2 separate regions of the Mus musculus genome follow, and region 2 is linked to region 1. Evidence: chromatin contacts called from public HiChIP or PLAC-seq data. All regions are on one chromosome and are shown on one strand. The core of a region is the stretch at or near the end of the contact, and the rest is flanking DNA. Distances in the headings are between cores, read along the strand shown.

Evidence for each region. HiChIP or PLAC-seq counts read pairs in DNA pulled down with a chosen protein or histone mark.
Region 2: an H3K4me3 HiChIP or PLAC-seq map of bone marrow-derived macrophages shows a contact between it and region 1, with 4 times the contacts expected there. The contact joins the enhancer-like site here to the promoter of Polr2m in region 1. A contact is called at or near these places in 2 of 39 promoter capture datasets (hippocampal neurons and liver) and 2 of 115 datasets of contacts at active chromatin or transcription factors (bone marrow-derived macrophages and trophoblast stem cells).

Annotation. Positions count from the first base shown.
Region 1 is chr9:71,484,711-71,487,482 of GRCm38.p6, forward strand. Polr2m (polymerase (RNA) II (DNA directed) polypeptide M) reads right to left here and starts at 1,273. Exons shown (of 4, transcript NM_178602.3): 1 at 974-1,273. The coding sequence starts at 1,086.
Region 2 is chr9:71,804,244-71,807,150 of GRCm38.p6, forward strand. It overlaps a transcript of Cgnl1 not described here. Among named protein-coding and RNA genes, the nearest start is that of Cgnl1, 34 kb to the left of the region's middle. Within about 2 kb of position 1,603, at least 55 of the 459 cell types and tissues checked have an H3K27ac peak or open chromatin away from gene starts, as enhancers often do. A contact at or near this core is called in bone marrow-derived macrophages and trophoblast stem cells, where this site is marked.

The DNA of each region.
Region 1 (2,772 bases), core at 23-2,522:
ATCTTGAAAAGTCAAAATACCTACCTGTTTCTAGTAGGAACCCCTCCTGCCAAATGGTCATTGGCTCCTTTCCCTCAGTGACAAAAATTCCCTTTCTGGTTCTTTTCCTTGGTTATATAACAAACAGGAGAAGGGGGCTAAACCTTGGGTCCTCTATTTTTCCTGATACATTTATTCCCACGTTTTCAACAGTATTAATGCCTCTCTGCAACTGAGTTCCTCTCGGTTTTTTTCAGCCTTCTCTCTCTTGTGCCTAATACTCATTCCTCTGGGTTTTAATCGGTTGGCTTTTAATTAACTAAATGCCTGCAATTACTCCCTCAACTGAATACGCCCAAAATAAAAAATTAACCTAAAATCCATCCCTCTCTCCCAATTTTCCCATTATTCTTTGTTGCTCCCCAGAAACTTCAACCACCTGTTAACTATTAATATATATTTGTCTCCAAATTATTACACCAGTTCCCCCAATCCCTCGATTGCCTTCATGGTCCATTTTTCCCTCCTTGCTGAAAAAAAAACCTCTCAGAAAATATCCTTTTGGCGTCTTCCTTCAATCCTGTTCCTAAACAAAGCTGCCTTTAGGCAATCAGCTATCATCTTCTCCCCACTACGCATGAACCAAACTTTCCAGCCCGCTCTCCAAATCTATGGTTGGGGAAAGAGTGGGGCTTCAGATAGAGAGAAGGAAATCCCACACGTTCCGATCAAGAGGCTTTGGTACCGGAGCTCGTTCAAAGCTGTAGTGCGAACATGAAATCGAGCAGGCGCGGCTGCCGAGTGAGGGCCGGGCAGCATGGAGCCATGCCCGCGCACAGGACAGGCCTGGCTCGGGAGGCCTGGCCACGCAAGGTCACCTTCGCGCGCCAGGCCGCGGGGCGGGGCGGGAGACCAAGTCCCCGGATCCCGATCCCTGAGAGCCTGTTCCCTGATCCCGATCCCCCGCAACCGCGACCCCAGGGCCACCGCTTACTCGTTGCGCAAAAGTCTCTCCTGGCGCCTCAACCTCTCCCGCAGCTCCGCCGAACTCTGCCGCCCCAAGTCCTCGGGAGCTGGGGGCTCGAAGCCGCGGGGCAGCGAGAACATTGCGCACGGGCTGCGGCTGGCGCGGCGGGCAGGGATCCCCGGCGGGGCCCACGGCGGGCGCTGGCTCCGCGGCCGGCGGCGACTCTGGAGCGCGAGCGGGAGTCGCCATTTTCCCGGAAGAGCACGGCTTCTCCGAGCCGAAGGGAGCTTTATTGAAATGCCGGAAACGGACAGGCCAGGACGAGGGGACGCCCGAGGAAGCGTGCAGGGGCGGAAGTTACATCACCGCCAAGGCGTCTGGGTTTGGCGGGCTTTCTCTGGATGGGCCTTTTGCTTTCCCGGCTTTTCGCCTGTGCACTGGGAAATATAGGACACTCAAGTCAAAGACTTACAAACTCACTTCTAATAAGTAAAATATGACGAAAGTAATAGAGCGTCGCATCTACGATTAAGCAATCAAAGTTTTGGACAAAAAATTTACAGGGATTCCTGAATGGACATTAATCACAGTTAAAATAAATAACGGGGTTATAATGATGGCTCAGTGGCTAAGAGGGCATACTGCTTTTGCAGTATGCCAGAGTTTGGGTACCAGTGCCCCTGTTGGGTAGCTTACAAATGCCTTTAGACTGCAGCTCCAGGGCACTTCACAAACTCTGGCTTCTCCAGACACCTGCGCACAAACACACACACATTAACATAATTTAGTCTTCAAAAAATAACAAGTGACCAATATAGCTAGCTATAATAAAATGCATATTAGAAACAATATAGTCAGGTATGGTCGTGCATGCCTTTAAGTCTGGCTGACTGAGTTCAAGGCCAGCCTGATCTACATAGTGAATTCGAGGTTGCAAAGTGACTCTGTCTCAAACAAAACAAGATTTGAATATTTGAGCAAGTCAGAATATCAGGAATTAGAAAGGTCGACCATGTCAACTGTTGGAAATAATGAAGAGCGACTGAGATTCCTACAGACTGCTAATGGGGGAGCAGAGGATGCAAAATAGTACAGCGTCTTTGGCAAGTAGTTGGACAGTTTCTGATTCGGGCTTTGCTGCCCTGCCCCTTTTTTATTGCTAGGCAGTATTGCATTGTGAGTTGTGTGTTTATGCTGAAGGATATTTGAGTTGTTTTCAGTTCTTAATGATCACAGATCAAGTCACTGTCAACATTTTTAATAGATGTTCATGTCAACATAAACTCTCATTTCTCTTAAGAGTGGGCTTATTAAGCCATATTAACAAAGGGAATAGAAAGGAAGAACGGCTCCACTCTTGACTTCCACGGCCTGAGAAATTCCTCTAATCTTTTAGGGATTTCAAACCAGGGTTTGTAACTTTGATGCTGAAAATATTCAGGACTAGGAGAATAGGAGTCTAATAAAAAATATTTTCATACAGGCCTAAGTATGAGTGTTCAGAGATATAAAAGTGCTCAAATGGAACATATACCCAGAGATGGGCATGGGCTTCTCAGGGAGAGTCACATTTCATTGTTTTTATAACACTTATACCTGATGGACTTCGAAACAATTATCTTTGAAGCATTGCTAAGAGATCTAAGAGACCACAGCATGTAGTTAGTTCTGGACAGTTAGGTTTCAGGAAGCCCATATATCAGATATGAACTCATTTTGGAAGATAGAAGAATTTTTGGTGATTAGATAAAAGCCAATATTCTTCAAGAACTTGTGAGGTGTTTTTACCATCCCCAGAAGGAGTCCTCCCTACAGCTGATCTTCCT
Region 2 (2,907 bases), core at 353-2,852, 320 kb after region 1:
TTAGAGCCCACGCATATGACTTCATTTCGTCAGTAATGACCTCTTTAAAGGACTATGTGCAGTCGCATTCCAAGACACCAGGGTCAGGACTTGGTCGGTAAAAGGTGGAAGGGCACATACCATAATACCTGAGGACTGACATCATTTCTACAGACTGGAATTTAGAAATGAAATATGAAGGGGCTTCGGGTTGTTACCACTGTACCAAAGAGTTACAAACACTCAAATCCCTTTAAATCCCAGCTAAGTTTTAACAGCAGCAGCAGCAGCAACAATAACAACAACAACAACAACAGCATTTCTGTATGCACAGAGGTCTGCCTGTGGGGTTTACTGTAATATCTGTGTCCATGATGCTCTAGGCATCTGCATAAGGTGTTGCATAGAAGGGGATTTTTTTTCCTGAACACAGCAATAGTTCTTTAATGCAATTCTGTTTTGCTCTGCATCGATGTTTTGCCTGCACATATGTCTGTGTGAGAACATCAGATTCCACCTAGAACTAGAGTTTTAGACAGCTGAGAGCTGCCATGTGGGTGCTAGGAATTAAACTTCGGTCCGCTGGAAGAGCAGCCAGTGCTCTCTGAGCCATCTCTCCAGCCCCATGGCATTTTTAAAAAAAGCAGCATTTTATTAAGTTCTTGGATTATAGAGATGGTTCAGCTGTTAGGAGAACATACTGCTCTTGCAGAGGACTTGAGTTTGGTCGTTCAGAACCCATACCGAGTGTAACTTCAGCTCCTCCAGGCCAGACCTCCCCCCTACACACACACTCTCACACACATACACAGAGAAACACTCACACACACACACATACACAGAGAGAGAGAGACTCACACACACACACACACACACACACACATACAGAAAGAGAGAGACTCACACACACTCACACACACACACACACAGAGAGAGAGAGACTCACACACACAATACACTGATTTTAAGAAATGAAATGGTACTTCACAGATGGCTACTTACTATCATAAGATAGTTCTTTTTTAAAGGTATCTCTTTGGTTCTGTGGCTGCTTGTTTTGAGACAGCTTTGCTCTCCAGTCCACTATGGGTCCTCCTGACTCTGCCTCCCAGACACTGGGATGACAGGTGTATGCTCTTGGAAGCATCTCTTAAACTATAATCCACAAAGCTCAGGGTGGCACTTTGTATTGTTTTCACACAGCCCAGAGCCTTTCCAAGCGTCTCATTTTCCCTGCTATTAACAGCTTCTGTTATGCTAAGGCTGGTTGAAACTTTGGAGCAAAGGAAAGCGACCAAGTGCTGGTGGAGAGCTGGGTCCTCCCTCACAGAGCTGAAAGCAGGGATGGAGAGAGCAGAGTGAGGAGGGGGGACTGGACAAGGGGAAAGAGGACAGACTGCTTCTCTCACTGTGTGCCCTCTCCACCCTCAGTCATGCCAGGGTGCGGCTGCCTGGCCTGGGTAGGAAGCCATGCCCCTTGGTGTCCCTGGAAGTCCCCCCTCAGGGTGAACTGCCTGCAACACTACACTGCTTCGTCACCTGGACCCTGAGAGTCCCTGACCCCTCTCCTGACCCTTTGACATCAGTCAGACTTCCTCCTCATGTAACAGGAACCAGGAGTCTGAGACCAGTGACGCCTCAGTGACTCATGGCCTGCTCCCTAAAGAAGTTCCGGGCAGCTCACACTAGAGGTAGATAGTCCCACGGTGCTGGGACAAGCAGGACAGCTACTCCTTGCTGTTTTGACTTCCTGCTTCTTTTCCATAGCAGGCCTCCTGAATAATGGGCACATCTAAGGCTAGGCCAGAGCCAGCCTGGTGACTTGCCTGGGTCTCAGGCTCCTGTCCTTGCATGTCACCCTAGGAGCTTCCAGAATCCTAGAACCATGTGGCCAGTGAAGAAGGCTTCCTGTCCCACCTGTGTGAGACAGCCAGCCAGTCTCTTTTCCCTTCCAGTTCTCCAACTCCACAGCTCTCCAAGCCCTTGACACAGATGACATAAATACAGGCAAAGGGTGCTGCACTGTTTAAAGCTGCCTGGCTGGCCTAGATATGACCTCTGATCTTCCATCTCCAGCCCTGATTGACAGCCATCTCAGGATATGATGGGGAGTGGAGGTGGGCTTTGTGAAAGACCCCTGTTCTGTACCTGTGCCTCCGGACAAAGATAATACATTCAGAGACAGATTCAGGTCTCTAACAAGGAAAATAGTTACTAGACATAAAGAAATCTTTGTCAACTAGATGGGTTAGTAAGTGGACTGGCTCTTGTCCCTTATTATCAAATCGGGTCAGCACTTCATGGTCAAGCCAGTGTGGATCCAGGCAGGCTCAGTTAACTCTTCTGACCATTCTATACAGCCTTGACCCCTTGGGAGAGTCAGCCGTTGTGTGGTGGCACCACCTGGTGGTAATGTATGGAGTAACTCCTCCAGGGACTTGAGTTTCTGAAGACACTGTTAAACTGCTTTAAACCTGTGCAGGCCCTGTATGTACTGCCATAGTTTCTGTGAGTTCATATGTGTTTCAGCAGACAGGTTCATAGCACTGAAATGGGGAAGTGGACATGAGCTTCCCTTCCTAACAAAGAGGTTATTTCCAATGAACAACAGGAAAAAATGAATTTCTCCAATTTAGTCTCACTGAGTATATTAACTACAGCTAATAACAGACTCTGTTAGTGTCCAGCAGTGATGACCAACAGGAAATGAACTCAACAGCATTATTATAGGCTTTTTTGGTTCATATTTCTTAATTTGGGCCTGTTTGTGTGTGCACACGTGTGTGCACATGTTTATGTGTACGTGTTACTGCTTGCATACTACATTTTTTTCAGTTTTGTCTTTTTATTGTGTATGATTCTGTTTCTGTGCATATATATATGCATACATATGTGTATATATATATATATATATATATATATATATAT